2 separate regions of the Drosophila melanogaster genome follow, and region 1 is linked to region 2. Evidence: chromatin contacts called from public targeted proximity ligation data. All regions are on one chromosome and are shown on one strand. The core of a region is the stretch at or near the end of the contact, and the rest is flanking DNA. Distances in the headings are between cores, read along the strand shown.

Region 1 (2,700 bases), core at 23-2,522, 140 kb before region 2:
AAAATGCGTTTCCATAGGCGCCGCCTACCGCGTGACGTCACTAGCTGCACTTGCTGCGTCTTTGCCTCCTTTTCTTTCAGCTTTTCCTCGTACTCTTTTCTTTTTTGCTCTTTTCGGTTGCCACCTCCAAGTTTTCGTTTTCGCGGGGCAGCATGGGGAAGAGGAAGCAGAGAAGAGAGTGCAGCCGAAGCTTTTCGTTTGTTTTCGCTCGTCTTTCAGCCGTTTTTTTGTTGTTGCTCTGCTCCCCTTCTTCATGCTGGCTTGTGTGTGCGTGTGTAGGAGCAAGCAGCTTGCTGTCCCACTCGCACTCGCGCCCTCTTACGGCACTTTTAGGGGCGTGGCCAAGTTGTGAGTGTGTTGCTGTCGCCACTTTTTCTCTGCTCTTTTTTGCCATAGTTTCTGTGCCTAAGCAGCAAAAGCAACAACAAGGAGGTTAAGGATGATGCAGAAGAAGAAGAAAGAGGGTTGGCAACTATTTTGAAACACTTTCTTACTGGACATTGGCCAGTTTCTCTTTCTTGCCCCTGCTGTTGCTGTTGTTGTTGCTGCTGCAGCTAGGTTGCAAGTTGCTGTTGCTATTCTCTTCAAGTTGCAGGTGTAGGCTGCAATTTTTTCGCGACCTTAGCATGCTGCTTTGGCGATTTGTTAAGATTTTTGCGATTTATTGGTAAGCATGGCATTTATATAAATAAGAGAACTTATTTCAATAAGTATTCAAACTAATTATAATAAATATGATTCGTTTTTAATTGTAAATGAAGTATGTTGATATAGTAAAAACTACTTTCGCAAATTTATGTGACAACGAAAAAAAAAAGAAACGTTGGGTCTTAGACAATTATATAAAAATCGTAGTGAAATGTATGTTTTTTATGATGAGAAATATGATTCGAATAAAAAACTATTAATCTGTACTAAAATGTATAAAAAAATAACAAAACAATTGCATTCCAGATTAATAAAATATGTTCTCCTCTTATACAATCACGATTTCATTTTAATTATAATTTCTAACATTTCTAAAAATTTCGAAATTTTCAATTTTTTTTCAAGCAAGATCTCTGAAAATTCAAAACAAAGAAAGCAAAGAGCACACTTACTTTCGCTCTTAAACCGCCGCTCTGTCGATTTCCCAATTCGCCGCAAAAACCGGAAAACACCACGCCGGCGCTCTCATTCGCCGCGAGAGAGCGGGCAGCGCAGCTGACGTCGGCAGCGCGGCGTCGAGTTTCATTCAATTTTTTGAAATTCAGTTCGTTTATCTGTGAGATTCAGTTCGTATCTGACTTTCGGCGTGAGTGGAGTGCAGCGTTTGTTTTTACGGCCACTGAAAGCCAGCAACAACAACAATAATACCCACAACAACAACAACAACGACAGAAGCGGCAGCAAAGACAGCAAAGCAAAAGCAACAACAAGTGACGTGCAACAACGACAAGCAGAACAGCATGTGTTGCATGCAGTGAACAAAACAAACAGAACATAAACACAAGTATTCTGTTAATATTTAATAAAACAAGAAAGTGAACTAAAAGTGAACCCATCGAGTGAATACCAGACGAAAAATGTATGTGTGCGTTGATTATTATATTAATTATGGTGCTTTATTTATGACAAATGACTGGGCTGCAATGAAAATCGATTTTATACCTCGACCATGTACTATTCTACATAAGTTATCCAGTGGAAATGCCATCCCCGCCAGACCCCCTCGCACATTTTCCGCGCATTTTCCTTGGCGCTACCAAAGAAATTGTAATTTATTAATTTATAACACAAGCCACCCAGCGAAAAGGTCGTAAAAAGCAATGTTGCTTGGTCGTTTTTGGGCGCCCAGGAAAATTAAGAAGAAAACCCACTCGAAGGAGCAACTTTTCCTACAGCTCCTGCCTTTCCACAGCTCCCGCTTTTCCGAGTGGGTGGCACGCGCCAAAAACAGTTTGTAAACATTTTGCACACAGCGAAAGCCGAGCGAAACACGAGAAAATCCAGACTGTAATTTATTACTTGCTGCATAAATAATAAATAAGCGTTAATAAATAAATACAATATGCAATATATAAATGTGTCCGAGCGCCCGCACACCGCCCCCCCGTTTCTCAACGTGTATTTGTGTTCGTTTTTGTGTGCGGGCGGGCCCACTTTAAGGATACAAAACCTCGAGACTGAATTAAATAAATAAATACAGAAATAATAAATAAATAAAGTGCCCAGCTTGCCTGCTGTTTTATTTTTTTGGCTGCCAACAGCTGCGCTTGCTATAAATAATTAAACGAAAATAATATATTACGAGGAAGCAGGAAAGAAGAGTGTGGAAAGGCAAGAAATCAGGGAGTTTGAAGTATTTAGGATTTCGAGTCAGATACTTGTCAGCAGTTATAATTGTATATGAAGGAAAAAATTAGTTTTTTGCTTCCACATTCACGAAAAACTGAAACTCATTCTAAAACATAATTTTGAATTTATTTAAGGCCAGGCTTTGGTAATAAATAAATGAAAATCTTGAATAATCATAAAATCAGCTTTGATGTGTCGACTTTGGAGATGTGCGAATCTTCTGCATTTGGCAATTTACTTATTTATTTATTTGAGGCCGAGTTTTTCCCAAGAATCATCAAATTTAATGCGAGCAGCCACGATAAAAGCAACAAACATGAATAAATAAGGGGAATAACAAAAGGCGGAGCGCGGCCATAACAA
Region 2 (2,805 bases), core at 232-2,731:
CCTGGTGGCGTTGCAGTAATCCCAAGCACTGGTGCAGGCACTGGGTGCTGGCCGTGGAGATCGCCTTGAGCAAAAGAAGATCGGGATCCGTTGGCGAGAAGGAAGCGCAGTCGATGCTCTCGATGGCCCTGGCCAGAGAAGCGTTGCTGGAAGGGTTTGGGGATAGATTTATAGATTGCAGGAGGTAATGCGGCGTTAGCTACGAATCACTGTGCAGTTACCATTGTTCCGTGAGAAACAGAGCTTGGCGCGCTGAAACCATGGCATCGGAGGCGGCAAGCAATTCCCGCGGAGGAAGCGGCGACGAGTTGCTGATGTCCATCGCCTTCATGTGACTCTCGACCACCGCCCGCAGGCCATCCACCCACTCCTGACGGGCCCTGGCATCGTTGGCCCTCAGCTTTACCGTATCGCCGGAGGCGCAGGCGATGGCGAACGTCCTAGAGTCCTCGTCACTCGGGTACACCACTGCGCCGGCCAGCTGCACCTGGCCCCTGGGAGCACTGGCCAGGACGTGGGGCGAGGGCGCGATGTCGTCGCCCACCGTCGACGAGTCGCACAGGTAGTAGCTCAGCGATCCTGTCTTGGCGTCCACCGTAAACCAACGGTACTGCCATCCTGCAAAGTGGATGCTGCGATTAGGGAAGCGGTTCTAGCGGGGATTCTATGGGATGGAGAGCTTGAAGGTGCTGCTCCAAAGGTGAAAGTTTGCTCACCCTTCATCACATTGGTGTATTTGCTGAGCTGACCGCAGAGTTTCAGTTTGGCCGATTCACGAATGATCCTGTTCAAGTTGCTCTCCATTTTGGCGGCGGCGTCCTTGGGATCGGGGCGCACTGGGGGCGTGGCCTGCCGTGGGCGGTGCTTCTTCTTGCGCTGGCGAAGCGAGTTCTTGATTTTGCGTAAAATGTTTGCAGGTATATTAATTTGATTCGGGTTTATTTGGTAAAACTCGGCAGAAACGGAAGCTAATGAACAACAGACAGTGTTGTATCAGCGAGCTTATGCTAGCAGGCGAGCATCGATAGTAGTACAATCGATGCCTGTTATCGTAGATAGTTGGTATTTTTACATATTATTTAAAAAAAGTCAAAATATTTAATATTTAATCATAGGTATCATTTTGAGATAATCATGAGCGTAACTATGTAGACTTTTTTAAGAAAAACTCTACTCAATTGCGATGCCTTATGACTATCGATTATTAACACCTATCGAGGCACGCAATCGGTGTGCTCGATTAAAAAAGGCTGAAAATTCAGTTTGTAAGCCGTTTCGGCATCTGGTCACACTTGTCGTTTCGCAAAATCCAATTTGTTTAAACAAAACAGAGAGCGCCCGTTCGTAAAATCGCGGTTTCTTGAAAAATGAAAATTTTAGCTTAGCCCGCGTCAAGTCGCGAACTGCGTGCAACGGTAACTTGGGTGATTTTACCGGTGGGAAAGCGTGTGAAAAACAAAAGCAGCGCGAGTGAAAAAAATCAATTTGGTGGCACAAGCAGTGGCAAGAAGAAGAGCCAAGACGCAAGAGAACTGCTTGCGGATGATGTGATGATACAGATATACATAGCATATACATATGTATATACAGGCTATATATACGTCTGGAGTTTGTGTTCAAATTGAGGCAATTAAAACATAGCGGATTTTCGCCCGTTCGCAGTGGCGAATGTTGTGTTGAGTGTGTATATTTCCAAATAATGTTTCAACTTGTGTGCCTGCCTGCGCGAGTTCTATTTGATGTTTTTATGCTGCGTGTGATTTATGACATTTAACGGGAGTACATATGTATACATGTGTGCACATGCCACATACACATACGCATATGTATGCACCCCCATGCGAGTGTGTGTGTTTGCCCGTCTGTTTGTATCTCCCTCTCACTCCCACACGCACGAAAGTGCGAGGGTGACTGAAGAAAAAAACTCCACTCCTTGCATCTAAAAATAGGAAAACTACACAAATTGTGTGCAAATTATGTGTAGCATTTAGAAAACCAAGTGAAATACCCATTGCTAATCTGCATCTCTGCTTCCCCACTCATTTTCCACCCACACACACACACGCACACACGGGCAAACACACGAAAACCGCAACAACACAAACACAACAGCAAAAGAGTGACCATGAAAATGCCAGCGAGAAATTTGCGAAAATCAATGAGCAAAAGCAGCGGTTCATAATAATAACTAATAACAGAGCCAAAACAAGTGAAATTCGAGGCTGGAATTCGTTATGCTGCAGTGCCCATCGTCGGATTAAAAAACGGGCGGAGACCCCCCAGTTTAACCCCTCCAGTGATTAACCCCCGGCCGCTTTAACCACCCCTCCCCCTTCCCCTGCCGACGGCATGGACGGCCAGCGGGCCAGGGATCTCCTGACCCTCCTCCAGGAACGGGTCGTCTTCCTCACGGGCGGACGGGACCGGCGCGGCGGACCGCTCCTCTGCTTCCCGGCCACGCCCCGTCGCGATCGCCTCAAGCCGGAGGATCTGCGGCGTCTCCTCAGCTACCTGATCAGCATTCCCAGGTGAGGATGTAGTTGCTACTACCACATAGGAATAGCCATTTAGTTAGTTAGGTTCTATTGACATCCAATTGGATCTGGGCAAAGGTCGTCCATCTCAAAATTGTCTATGTTATAACTATATTTATGTTATCTATGTATTACGAAAGCACACGTAGAAGTATAAATATATTAAAATACAGCAAGATAAATAATTATGAACATATTGCCGAGAAAAAAAAGAGTGCAGCTAATTCTTAATCTATGCCTGCACTTTATTACGTTAAGTTATTGTTTGATA

What was found.
Region 1: a contact with region 2 is called in a targeted proximity ligation map of the Kc167 cell line, with 4 times the contacts expected there. A contact is called at or near these places in 16 of 107 Hi-C or Micro-C datasets (the Kc167 cell line, the ML-DmBG3-c2 cell line, the OSC cell line and 6 more) and 1 of 7 datasets of targeted methods (the Kc167 cell line).

What each region holds. Positions count from the first base shown.
Region 1 is chr3L:1,175,848-1,178,547 of dm6, reverse strand. It overlaps bab2 (bric a brac 2), which reads left to right and starts at 1,272. Exons shown (of 5, transcript NM_079155.3): 1 at 1,272-1,567.
Region 2 is chr3L:1,033,373-1,036,177 of dm6, reverse strand. CG9205 reads right to left here and starts at 1,481. Exons shown (of 4, transcript NM_138231.2): 1 at 1,293-1,481; 2 at 717-968; 3 at 222-618; 4 at 1-146. The coding sequence starts at 804. It overlaps trio (trio,), which reads left to right and starts at 1,303. Exons shown (of 17, transcript NM_167847.2): 1 at 1,303-1,680; 2 at 2,113-2,528. The coding sequence starts at 2,350.